2 separate regions of the Mus musculus genome follow, and region 2 is linked to region 1. Evidence: chromatin contacts called from public Hi-C data. All regions are on one chromosome and are shown on one strand. The core of a region is the stretch at or near the end of the contact, and the rest is flanking DNA. Distances in the headings are between cores, read along the strand shown.

What was found. Hi-C and Micro-C count contacts between places; a contact is called where the count stands out from the background.
Region 2: a Hi-C map of bone marrow-derived macrophages shows a contact between it and region 1, with 66 read pairs. The contact joins two enhancer-like sites. A contact is called at or near these places in 14 of 39 promoter capture datasets (3T3-L1-derived adipocytes, the C10 cell line, the HPC-7 cell line and 10 more), 8 of 15 datasets of contacts at CTCF or cohesin (CD8 T cells, the G1E-ER4 cell line, the NIH/3T3 cell line and 1 more), 174 of 484 Hi-C or Micro-C datasets (2-cell-like embryonic stem cells, the 3T3-L1 cell line, 3T3-L1-derived adipocytes and 89 more), 22 of 115 datasets of contacts at active chromatin or transcription factors (CD8 T cells, the HPC-7 cell line, PVALB interneurons and 16 more) and 4 of 9 other capture datasets (adipose tissue, bone marrow-derived macrophages, liver and 1 more).

The regions. Positions count from the first base shown.
Region 1 is chr1:86,199,283-86,206,174 of GRCm38.p6, reverse strand. It overlaps Armc9 (armadillo repeat containing 9), which reads right to left. Exons shown (of 25, transcript NM_030184.2): 16 at 6,261-6,337; 17 at 3,611-3,685. Among named protein-coding and RNA genes, the nearest start is that of Armc9, 48 kb to the right of the region's middle. Within about 2 kb of position 3,339, at least 15 of the 459 cell types and tissues checked have an H3K27ac peak or open chromatin away from gene starts, as enhancers often do. A contact at or near this core is called in bone marrow-derived macrophages, where this site is marked.
Region 2 is chr1:86,338,336-86,345,003 of GRCm38.p6, reverse strand. It overlaps Ncl (nucleolin), which reads left to right. Exons shown (of 14, transcript NM_010880.3): 14 at 1-285. Among named protein-coding and RNA genes, the nearest start is that of Snora75, 9.6 kb to the left of the region's middle. Within about 2 kb of position 5,388, at least 5 of the 459 cell types and tissues checked have an H3K27ac peak or open chromatin away from gene starts, as enhancers often do. A contact at or near this core is called in bone marrow-derived macrophages, where this site is marked.

The DNA of each region.
Region 1 (6,892 bases), core at 2,090-4,589:
TGTAACGGAATCAAAGATAGTCCATACAGCTTTGACCAGATGGAGTTTGGATTGTGATGGGACCTGAGTCAGGTCCCATGCTACCTCACTTAAATTGCTCAACTCCTCCCAAAGACAAGATGTATCACTGGTACTACTTATGCAGATGTCTGTGTCTGTCAAAATGTAAGGCCTGTATGCAACTGTATGTAAGAGCTGTGCACTTCACTTTTGCAAATTATACCTAATAAATGGCATCTAGTCCGGCGGATGGCACAATGGGTGAGTGAGTGGTGAAATGGCACCTGCTGGGTCTGGGAGGGACGGGTGGCTCAGGTAAGAGCTTAGCTGAAGCCCTGGAGTAAAGGAGGTGCCCCTGTGGGTACAGTGAGAAGATCTGAGAGCTGAGCCAGAACCCTGGAGGACAGCATTCCATGGGAGGCTGGGACAGAAGCATAGAGAGTGTAGACCATTGAGGAATAGTCTGGAAGAGAGGAAAGGCTGACAGGTGTCCTGGAGACAAGGACAGAGTGCTTCAAAGAGGACTGAGAGATCATGGCAGCTCCTGTGGGGCCAATCAGACACCGGGCTCCAACTACAGTCACCAACCACAGTCTGCCTTAGTCCTTGGTTGCCAGAAGGGCTACCTGTTCTCTCTCTGTCCCATGCAGTGGTCTCTTCCCAGCTTCCATCCCACGAGGGTAAGTTAGGGGCTCTCTGTCTTTAGGAGACAGTCACGTGCTCAGTCCCAACACATGTAGACCACAATGTAACCACAATGGCTACTGAGAGCTTAGGAACAGCCAGAGACAAAGAATTCGTTCCAACTCTTTTCTTGCAGAGGCAATTCTGTGATCTGCTCATATCTTTATAGATCACTTGAATTCAACTGATGCTTGTTCTTACATCCCCGGCTTAGTTAGCACGTGGAAAGCAAATATCTCAGCCCCTGTGTAGTTAGGGACTGCTCAGACACCTCACAGCAAACACTCCAGTGAAAAATCTCACATATATTTTTTAAAACCACATATAGTAGGTAATGTTTAATCTAAATTATAGAAATGAAAAGGCATAAAAAATAACAGTATTCTTTGGGTGTGGTGGCACATGCCACCGTGTAACCCTAGCACTCAGGAAGCCAAGGCAGGAGGGCCAAGGGCTCCAGCCTGCCCTGGGCTAGAGTGAGACCCTGCCTCCAAAAATAACCAGCACAACCTGGTGTTTCATCCCAAACCAATGGCCTGGCACCTCAGATAACCCTGGACGAACATGGGGTTGGGAAGGGTGACAGGGACTCACTCCTCGCCACTCAGATGCTTCAGAGGCACAGTGTGCTAAGCAGAAAAGTCAGGCACTTAGCCCAGCTACAGTTAGAGTACACAGTGCAAACAAAGGCCAAGTCTACCTTAGTGGGAATGCTCAAGACCAGAAATGTTTGGAAATTTTAGATTTTAGAATATCTGCATACATATAACAAGATAGATATCTGAGGGGTGGGATCCAGGTCTAAAGAAAATTAATTTATGTTTTGGTTTCACATACTTTCAATATGTAGCCTCGTGATGATTTACATACTGTATCTATATTACATAATATGCAATACAGATACATATACACTTAGTTAGGTGTTATTCCTGAGACAGTCTCACTGTAGAGCCCACACTGGCCTCAGGCTTACGATCCTCCTGCTTCTGTCTGCTGAATGCTGGGACCATGTATGACCCTACCTGGCTACACAACATTTTTAACAGTTTTGTGGGTAAACTATTTCATGGTGTGAATTTTCCATCTATGGCTTCATGTCTGTGCTCAAAAAGTTTCTAATTTTGAAGCATGTTAGATCCTGCACTTTTTTAGTTGATTGGAATTTGTTATTGATTATACTCATCATTGATTCTCTTCTCATGTATACATTTTAGATGATACACAGGCTTTACAGATTTATTTTAATTTTTATGTGTGTGCCAGCCACATGAGTGCAGATGCCCCCAGAGGCCAGAAGAGGGAGTTGGAGTTATGTGTGTGTATGAGCTGTCCAATGTGTGTGATGGGAACTGAACCTGGACCCTCAAGAAGAGGATCAAGTATTCTGAACGGCTGAGCCATTTCTCTTGCCCCTGTAGTCTGGACTTTCTGTGTTAGGGATGCTCAGCTTGCCCCAGTTGAGATGACATTATCAGAGTGAGAAGAGACAATTTAATATGGCCAGACTTCTCACTGGACTTAGACTGTATTAGTGCTGGGATGTGGCTTAGTGGCAGAATGCTTTCTTAAGTCAATAAAGCCACATTAATTTCATCCCTGGTAGTCTGGGGAACAGGAGAGAGAGAGGGAGGGAAAGGGGGAGAGGTTTTAATTTCTGGTGTTAGATACTGCAGCACAGGTGTGGAAAGATCTGGAAGCAAACAGAGGATGGGCGCGCCCCTGGTTGTATGACTCTAGGCAGAAACGTCTACTCCCAAGTCATTGGTAGGGAAATGGACACAACTATAGTCAGTCCTTCAGTCCTTCAGGAGCCTCTGAGCAGTTTAAATAGGAGGAAGTACCTGTCCCAGTACCAGAAAGAGCAGTAGGTGCACATACTGTGTGCATGTACATGTACACAGAATGTATGTGGAAGCCAGGAGGTAACTCCCAGGACCTAGCTCTTGTCTACCATTCTGGTTCTGGAATAGAACTCAGGTTGTCAGGCTTGGTGGCAGGTGCCTTTACCCACTGAGGGAGGCATCCTGACACCCCCAAGTACAGTTAGTTTTAATGTGGAAGGCAATTTAGTTCCATTGTTGGGTGTGTTTATATAGACTGTTCTTAAATGAGTCATGTCTTGTTTAACTATTGACATGATTTTAGATAAACAACTAAAGATTTAGTAATTCTCTTTTAAAAAAATAAACAAACAAAACCAGTGGGCAGAATGTTCTTGTGGTCTCCTGTGTTCTGAGTGTGGAACACATTTAATCCCTCACCACAGAATTCAGTATGTACACAGCTACTCTGGTTTCACACGGCATCAGAAAAAAAGGCCAAAGCTTTAGTGGTTTTGCCCGTCAGCTTTAGAAACAACTATCTTCTCAGCATCGGACGCTCATCACCCGGCCGCTGTTGCCGAGCTTCTAATATAAGCACAGATGGAAACAAAGCAAGGAAAACCCTTCTTCCCAGTCATTGTGGTGCACGGCAGTTTTAGAAGCTGCCAAGAAACACCTCCAACATTACAAAAATAAGCCTGCTAGAGTTTCCCCAACACTGGGTTTTTACCATTTACAGTTTTTACCATTTCCTCATGAGATTCTGAGGAAAGCAATAGATCCTCCCTCGAGAAAAACCACAAGTGGATCTTTATGTCCAGTTTTGAGGAATCTGCCCTGGAGGAAGTGGAAGTAGCCCTCTCCCCAGAGTACTGACTCATGGTCCTGGGAGGATACTGTGAACTGCTCAGGGCTTTTTCTTCTTCTTCTTCTTCTTTTCTGTGAGACAAGGTCTCACAAGGTCTCATACAAGCCAGGCTGTTCTCAAACTCACTATGTAGTTCAGAATGGTCTCAAATTTGTGGTGATCCCCCTGCCTCAGCCTCTCAAGTACTAAGACTGCATTCGTGCCCCGTCATGCCCAGCTTATGACATCCTCTTACCATGGCTCTGGCCTCCTCTCGAATGGACGGGATGGAGAGGATGCTGTACAGGGCTCCATTCACATACGGCTGGATCTTAAAGGGGAGCAAAAAGAGACGTCATTTGCAAGTTTTCCAACAGTATACAACTCAATTCTCAGAAGTTAGATTTAAGAACAGTCGAGGTAAGGGGAGAGTTGGTATCCTACCCTTCAGAACCCAGAATGTACATTCACATGTTTAGAAACAACTGTCCTCTCAACATTGGCCACCTCCATGTGTGACGCTGCAATGGAAGCCAAACCTAAACCCACCCCTGTCTCTCCGCCTCCTTCCTGCTGTGTGCCACTGATTGACTGACACGATTTCCAGCATCCTGGTCACTCAGAGCAGAAACTCGGCAGTCACCCCGGAGTCTGCTCTTTACTCCCAGAGTTTGCTTGCTGAGCATTATTGCTAAGAGCCCTTGATTTCCCACACTGGCTGCTACTGTCCTTGGATGAGAGTGACATAGCTGAGGATACACTGTCTCTAAGCCAGACCCACGTCTAAAGCTTGTCCTGTGATCCAATCACTGTAGAGCTGCGCCGTCTTGCCTGTTTGATTTGACAAGAGCCTCTTTTCCATATCCCAAAAAATATTAGCTGCAGACAAATATGTGCATCTGCTCCTGATGGCTCTGGGTCTCATCTTTCAAGACCAGGGCTACCTCACACAGGGTACATAGGTGTAACCTTTGTCTGTTGCAGCTAACACTCTTCCAGCTTCTAACATACACACATGTATTTGTATTCTTTCTTTCTTCCTTCTGAGACATGTTTGCTTCAGCTTGAAAAGATAAGAGCGATGATGACCCTGAACTTCTGACTCTCCTGCCTCCACCTCCCAAGTCCTAACCTACAGGACACTATACCTGGTTTATGTTGCATTGGAGAGTAAAGGCAGAGCTTTATGAATACTAGACAAGGACTCTATTGCTCTTAAGCAAATGCACTGGCAGCAGCTGGTGACAAGAATTGACTCCTTTGATCTAAGCCATTTGCATTTCTTTAAGTCAGGGAAAGAATGTGATTCAGCACTCACCTGCCTGAATTGAATACAATGAAGAAGAGTCTCAGAGAGCAATCAAGCCAGGACTGAAGTAGTGAAAAACTCTCTGGCTGTTGTAGTGGGAAATATGTAGTGGGCCCAGCATGAACTGTCATGGCCATCTAATATCTACCTGCTGAAGATGCCAGTGTCAGGCAGGTGATGCAGCTGTGGAGATGCAGCTGCATGTGAAATGAACTAGACCAGAGCTGCCTGCTTGGAGTGGGGACAGATGCATGGCCTTCTAATGCTCCTCTTGACCCAAGGGTCCTGCCAAGCATGTCTGCTGAAAGAGGCCCCGTGGCAGATCTGTCAAGACATGTCTAACTGTGGTTGAGGCTTCAGCTGCTGGTGCAAAGGGATGCTATCGTCCCAGCACTCTGAAGGCCGAGGCAGGAGAATCAAAAGATTGAGGCCAGCCTTCGATACACAGAGGGTTCTGGCCAGGCTGGGCTACTGTAAGATGCCATGTTTTCTGCAAAGACATTTGTAAAAAGGAAGTGAGAGATGAATCACCTGTACCGATTCAGTGAATACCTATTGTGAATTTGTTGTCCTATATATTTTAAAATAGCTAGACAATAATACCAGCTGTGGTAGTAATCGGGTTATTCTGGAGGGCAACCTGAGCCCTGCATTTGCTATGAGCTGGCAGCCCTGAGGGCCACATATCCCATGGAAGCTCAGTATAGGGTTTCATAGGATAACTGTTGTAGTGGAGCTGAAAGCAATCAAAGTCCTGCCCAAGAGAAATAAGATATGTACCAGGGCACGGTGTAAGCCAGGGAGTGCTGCAGTAGAGAAGCTGAGGAGACTCATGAAGCAATAGAGAACGGCCCCGAGATGCCAGGGGACAGCTATCAACAAATGAGCTCTAGGTTGCAATGTCTCTTATGCAAATTAAGCTTACACAAACATACCATCAGAGCTACTTTGAAGACACAAGTAACCACAGACAGACATCGAACAGCAGAGGACACAAGTGTAAGAATCCAGCCAGGATACATGATACCAGAAAGTAAGGCAGGACAAGGACCTGGCGAGTTCAGTGGGAGCAGAGCTCCAGAAAATGAGGCATGAAATGTTAGAAACTGTACAAGATGTAAGTCATTTACAAAAATGGCCAGAGGAGGGGTTGGGAGATGGCTCAGAGTGGGTAAGATGCTTGCTGTGCAGGCAGAAGGCCCTGAGCTCAGAGCATAGCATTCATGTAAATCCCAGCACTGGGGAGGCAGAGACTGGGGATCATCAGGGCTGCCAGACTAGCAGAACACGAGAGCTCGGGGCTCTCATGGCTCTTGCCTTAGGAAATGAAGTGGAAAGCAATCTAGGAAGATACCCAACATCAAAATCAGGCCTTCGTGAACACCCACACACATGTAAACTTATCCACACACGCACACACATAATGCATGCACGCATGCAAAAGACCCTCAAATCTAGGAAGAAATATATGCCTAATGCAGCAACTGCCCAAAGCCAGCCTCTTGCATAAGAGGTCAGCCTCTCGCATAAGAGGTCATGAGCACCCAGGTCACCATTACAGTCCCCCATTCCACCACAGGGCCAGCAGCCTGAGTACCTCATGGTTTTCGTGTCCAAGGAGATCCGAAAGAACTTTCAGCATGAGCCCTGCCACCTTAGCACACATGTTCTTTCCTGTGGGAAGCAAGGCAACATAAAATGCATGTCAGACAGGTTAGCACCAACCATGTGTGACCTTGAGCTGGTCACTTATGTCACTCTGAGGCCTCCGTTCTCTCCTTTTTAAAGTGGATTATTATGCTGGTGGGTTCGGTGGTGATTCGTGCTTATAATCCAGGGAGGCAGAGGCAGGAGGATCTCTGTGAACTGGGGGGCCAGCCCAATCTACATAGGGAGCTCCAGGACAGTCAGGGTTACATAGAAAGACCCAGTCTCAAACAAACAAACTAAAATAGATTATTAGCATCTGCTCCAAAGGGAGGTACAGAATTAAGTAAGCCCACATAAACCCCAAGAACTCAGAAGCTGGTAGTGGCCTTGGCGACAGTCAGGGTATGACGGGCTATGTGGCCATTCTGTATCACCAAACTGCAAGCAAGTTGATGACAGGAAAAGGTGGTGGGTATCTGAGGAGCATGCTGAGAGCTGGGGCTTCCACACAGGCTGTTCCTAGAGCAGAAGACTGAGCAATGGTCGCTCACTCGGTGAACAGCACGTGCTTGCTTGGAG
Region 2 (6,668 bases), core at 4,139-6,638, 140 kb before region 1:
GTAACTTGGACATTAATTAGGAAGAAACTGCATTTGTTGGTTAAAAATATCTGTAAAGGGGGCCAGTGAGTTCAATTAGTAAAGGTGCCTGCCACCAAACCTGACAGCCTGTGTTTGATCTCTAGAAGATGTAAAAGCTGAAGGAGAGAAACAATAGGTTTGTCTGGCCTCTCTGTAGCAAGCATGTACCTGAACATGCATATCACTCATACAGTAATTAAACATCGGAATGATTCACATCCACAAGGTAAACTATGGGAAGGATAAACCTCTAGTAAACATGTCTAGATCTGGGTGTTTGGTTTTCCCTTCAGGAAAAATGGCTGTTGCTGACAGTTTGAAAAAAAAATAATTCAGGGACCCAAAAAGGAACATTTAAGCAGTTTCCCCTTTCAAGGTTTATAAATACAACGGCTGAGAGACAATGTGTGAGTAAATTGGTGGCTTTCATCAACGGTGACAAAACTCTTTAGAGATAAACAGGAAGTGCTGCACACACAGCCTTGGGTGATGACACGAGAGCTTCCTTTGAAGCAAGATGGCAAAATTGCATCTTGGTTGGTAGAGACAATGAAGTTTCTCTTTCCAAGGAAAATTGACAAAACACTTTCAAGACACCCTTGGCTTTTGTAGATTGGGAAGATAACTACAAAGGCAGAATTTTGAGAGTGGAAAATCTTCAGGCAACAAAAAACAAGGCAGACTGTTGACAGAATGGCTCAGTTGGTAGAATGCCTTCCTAATAGCCACAAGGATTCCATTACCAACAAAAGCAAAACAAAATCAATACAGCTATGTGTGGTGGTGACCATTTGTAAACACAGCACTCAGAATGGAGGCAGGAAGATCAGAAGTACTATGAAGAGGTATGGACAGTCATTCAGCAGTGTTCCACAGCAAGTTCATGCTAACCACTCCTATAGCTGAGAACTACTACTAGTTTTCTGCTCTAACCAAAAACTCCATAGATTTTGTGCCTGTGCTGTTCTCTTTCATGTCCTTCAGTTTGGGAGGATTTAATTTGCCTTACCTGTCATCCAACACCCCGACCCCCCACCCCCGTTTTATGTTTGTAGCAGCATCATGGTGTAGGCAAGGGCTGGCTTGAATTCTCACTCTACCTGCCTCTACCTCCTAGGTACTGGAATTAAAGGAGTACTCCACTTGTATCTGACCTGGACTTAATTCGGCCAGGCAGTGATGGTGCATGCCTGTAATCCTAGCACTTTGGAGGCAGAGGCAAGTGGATCTCTTGAGTTCAAAGCCAACCTGGTCTACAGAATGAATTCCAGGACATCTTCATGGTTTGAACTCCTGTACTGTACTGTGATAGGAAAGCATGTATAATTTCTTTCAAGGACTTTAATGGCCTTTTGAGATGTTAGTCTACCTAGACAACAGTTTTCTGCAATGAATCTAGTTTCTGCTGTGGGGAGGAGTAAAGGAGATTAATCCTAAATGACCCTATAAACCTAAATCAGTTGGTTGAAAGGCCTCAACCAACTGAAGACATTCTGAATAACTTCTGTGCTTAGTAAAGTGCTGGCCATGCATGCATCTACATACATACGTCATATCCCCAGTGCACAAATAAAAAAAGCTACATGTAGTGATAGCTCATGCCAAAATCCTGGGCTTTTCTGGCTGGGCTAGCCTTGCTGACTTAGTGAACTCCAGGTTCAGTGAGAGACCTTGTCTCAAAAATAAGGTAGAGCATGATTGAGGAAGGCACTCTATGCAATCTATGTCCTTCATAAGCACATGTACCCCCATACACACATGTGCATACACACAGAAGAAAGTCTGGCTCTAATGCTGGATTTGGTTGGGCAGGCAGTCCTATAATCTCAACTACTTAGCAGGCTGAGACAGGAGAATCATGAATTAAAGGCCTATCTGAGATACAGAGTGGGCTGAAAGCCAGTCTGAACAACTTAGTGAAGCTCAAGAAAAAAAATTTAAAGGTTAGGGACATAGCTTACCAACGAAGTCCTAGGGTCAATTCCCAGTACCTGTTTTTAGGGGAAGTCTCATGCCAGAACTGGGTAAAAACCAGGATGCAAAACCCCCATGGGTTATTGGGGTTCCAGGACTCTTCAATGATTTGAACAGCTAATATGTTGAAAACATCTCCAGTTCCTTGTCACTTTTACTGACTTTTTCAGCCAGGGGAGGGGGCAGTGAGAACAGTAATATATTTCTGCACATGAACTTCAGCTGCTGCAGAATGCCATACCCCATGTAGAATTTAGGTTTCTCAGCCTCCACAATCACACAAGCCAATAACTTGCAAAAAACCATGATATAATATATACAGTCTAAGGGCGGTGGGTATATTTTAGTGGAGGAGTACTTGCCTAGCATGCTCAAGGCCCTACCACAAACACAAGATTCAGTGAGACAGAAAAGGGCTAGGGTTCTCTTGTTAAAGCCTTCAAGGAAAGAGCATGAGCATGCCCCACCACTCTTCTTTAGCAAGGCTCCTCCTCTTAAAGGTTCCACCACGGTCCCTTACAGTACCAGGAACTGGGGAACCAAGCCTTTCCCATGTGAGCTTGTGGAACATTCTAGATGCAAAGCCCAAACATAACTCAGTCCTCATTATCCATAGACTTCATATTTGCAAATTTTTCTATTTATTAAAATTTGTGACTCCTCTTGTGAGACTAGGCCGGAGCCTAGCAAACACATAAGTGGATGCTCACAGTCAGCTATTGGATGGATCACAGGGCCCCCAATGGAGGAGCTAGAGAAAGTATCCAAGGAGCTAAAGAGATCTGCAACCCTGTAGGTTCAACAGCATTATGAACTAACCAGTATCCCGGAGCTCTTGACTCTAGCTGCATATGTATCAAAAGATGGCCTAGTCGGCCATCACTGGAAAGAGAGGCCCATTGGACACGCAAACTTTATATGCCCCAGTACAGGGGAACGCCAGGGTCAAAAAGTGGTAATGGGTGGGTAGGGGAGTTGGGGGGAGGGTATGGGGGACTTTTGGGATAGCATTGGAAATGTAATTGAGGAAAATACATAATAAAAAAATATTTTAAAAATAAAAGAAAGAAACTTGTGTCTCTCAGCCTCCAGATTAGGATCACAGGTGAACCTTCCAATTCTGGATTGTAGTTCATCCCAGATATAGTCAACAGAGAGAAAGCAACCTCAGTTGAGAAAAAGACTCCATAAGGTCCAGCATTTTCTCAATTAGTGATCAGTGGGGAGGGCTGAGAACATTGTGGGTGGTGCCATACCTGGGTAGGTGATCCTGGGTTCTATAAGAAAGCAGGCTGAACAAGTCATTGGGAGCAAGCCAGTGAGCAGCACCTATCCTTGGCTTTTGCATTGACTTCTGCCTCCAGAATTTTGCTTTGTTTGAGTTCCTGTCCTAACTTCTTTCACTACTTAACATCAATGTAGATGTTTAAGCCAAATAAACCTTTTCCTCCCACCCCCCCCCCCAAAAAAATTTGTGACTTGCCGAGCATGGTGTCGCATGCCTTTAATCCCAGCACTTGGGAGGCAGAGGCAGGCGGATTTCTGAGTTCGAGGCCAGCCTGGTCTACAAAGTGAGTTCCAGGACAGCCAGGACTACACAGAGAAACCCTGTCTCAAAAAAAAAAAAAAGTGTGACTCAAGGGATGGAGAGATAGCTCAGCAGTTAAAAGCACTGACTGCTCTTAACCTGAGTTCAATTACCAGCACCAACCACATGGTGGTTCAAGACCAAGTGTAATGGGATCCATTGCCCTCTTCTGTCTGAAGACAGCTAAATAAACTAAAGATTTAATAAATCTTTAAAAAAAATTTTTGTGGGACTGGTGAGATGGCTCAGTGGTTAAGAGCACTGACTGATCTTCTGGAGGTCCTGAGTTCAAATCTTATTAACCACTTGGTGGCTCACAACCACCCATAATGAGATCTGAAGACAGCTACAGTGTACTTACATATAATAAATAAATAAAACCTTTTCTTAAAAAAAATTTTTTTTTGTGACTTGAGGGGCTGGAGAGATGGCACAGTAGTTAAGAGCACTTGCTGTTAGGACCTAGGTTCAATTTCCAGGATGTATATGTTGGCTCACAGCTGCCTGTTAACTCCGGTTCCAGGAGCTCTGACATCCTCCTCTGGCCTCCATGGGTACCTGCACACATACAGTGTGTGTGTGTATGTATGTATATGTGTATATGTATATGCCACTTACAGGCATATATATGCCATTTAAAGGCATACAGACTGGCAAAATCTTTGGTTTATCAACAGTGATCTCTTACTATTTCCCTTTTTCATACTATAAATAGTTATGTTTTTAAAAATTCTAGTCCCCATTTTTTTTTCAGGTTGTACTTTTTTTGTTTTGTTTTTGTTTTTATTTTTATTTTTGTTTTTGTTTTTCAAGACAGGGTTTCTCTGTATAGCCCTGGCTGTCCTGGAACTCACTTTGTAGACCAGGCTGGCCGCCTCAAACTCAGAAATCTGCCTGCCTCTGCCTCCCAAGTGCTGGTATTAAAGACGTGCAGCACCATGCCCGGCTGTACTTTTTTTTAAAAGACATATTTACTTATTTTATGTATATAAGTACACTGTAGCTGTCTTCACACCAGAAGAGGGCATTGGATCTCATTACAGATGGTTGTGAGCCACCATGTGGTTGCTGGGAATTGAACTCAGGGCCTCTGGAAGAGCAGCCAGTGCTCTTAGCCGCTGAGCCATCTCTTCAGCTCACAGGTTGTACTTTTTATTGATAATCTCCCTGTTGAATGTGGTCCCTACATGCAGTTCTAAAGAGCTGAGTTGGGTTACTAATGCAAAAAAGTTGTGATATGACTTCCAGGGAAAATTCAGCATGGTGTTTCTGGCCATAAGTTCAATGCTAAGGAACCAATAAAGTATACTCAGTAAGTTTATTTTTACCCCTCCCACCCTAGCAAGGTGTCTTTAAACACAGACAGACATAAATTGAGTATGATTGTGCATACCTGTTAAATTTAGTCACTTGGAAGGGGGAGGCAGAAGCATGGCCTGGGCTCTACAATGAGACTCATAAGCCAGGGTCCTACAGAAGCACTCTTACACACAACTCAAATGAATTTGTCTACTATCTAGGCCTCCCATCAATCCAGTCAAGACACTCAGAATCAACCATCATACCTGGTTACCTCAGGGACAACTTCTCAATTTGGCCTGGAGACAGGAACGTTGGGGCTACTGGGACCCCACACTTCACCCACAGGAAGGACCTTGTCTCTCTAGGTATTTGAATAGGAAGAGAATTGATTCAAGGGTTTATAGATTTGCAGAAAAAAGTCAGGGAGGTTCTAGGCGAAAAAGACCAATGGGGAGATCTTACTGATGAGGTTATAAAGCAGATGACCACTAGGGGGCGACCTGGAACTACAGAAACCTGCTAAGCTCTCAACTGCTCATTGAACACCAGGGACAGATAGCAGCAGTAGTTTTCTCTGTTCATCCCAGTGTATGGCTAGTTGGTTTCCACTCTCCCTCCCAATCTTGTAATAGCACTTACATTTATGGTCAGAATTCAGACTAGAGTATAAGCAGGTAGGGGTATCTATTTATTTTGTAGAAGACAGAGACCAAGGTCTTGAACAGATGTGTGCCACCAAGCCCCGTTCACAGGGCTTATGCATAACTTCAGGCTTGCTAGACAAAGTCCCTCAACTGAGGTTCAGCCTCAGCACTCCTGTGTAATTTTGCATGGTGGGCATGATGAAATTAAGTAAAGAGCAAATGACCAGGGCTGGAAACACTTCATGCACATGCCCAGCATGCCCTGGATTACACACACACACACACACACACACACACTCACACACAGAGGCACACACACACACACACACACACACACACACACACACACTCACACACAAAGGCAAACGATCCTGAAGAAAAAGAAATTGTATTCCCAAAGAAGGAAATAGAGTCTTCCAAAGAGGCAGAGTGGAGCCAGACAGCAGGTCCTCACAGTGTAAGGTTAATGGGTTTAACAGAGAGTTCTTGGCTTGAGCACAGAGACTTAACAGTGTATTCATTCATTCATTCATTCATTCATTCATTCATTCTCACAGTTAGTCTTAACAGCCCTGGAGACCAAAGGGGTAGCTCATAGAATCTAAGAAAGCCTGTGAAGCCAGGCGTGGTGGCACACACCTTTAATCCCAGCACTCAGGAGGCAGAGGCAGGCGGATTTCCAAGTTTGAGGCCAGCCTGGTCTACAAAGTGAGTTCCAGGACAGCCAGGGCTATACAGAGAAACCCTGTCTCCAAAAACCAAAAACCAAAAACCAAAAACCAAAAAAAAAAAAAAAAAAAGCCTGTGAAAGTTTTGAGAGCAGAACCCCACCCAAAGGACAAAACAATTCCTGTCAACCTGGAAGATGGTGTTTGCTTTGAAGTCAGGGGAGCAGAGGAAAAAAAGTGAATTCTGGTTTGGGAAGATGGCATCATGGCTCATGGGTAAAAGTGCCAGCTTCGAGATCTTGCCAACCCAAGTTCAATCCCCAGAACCCATGTGGGGTAGAAAAAGCTGGATCCGGTGACACATATTGCAGGTGACACATATTGCAGGTGACACATATCCCAGAACCTCCTGAGAGACGAGGGGTGAAGCTGTGAGCACGGCCCAGAAGCCGGGGCCAGTCAGCCTGGAGC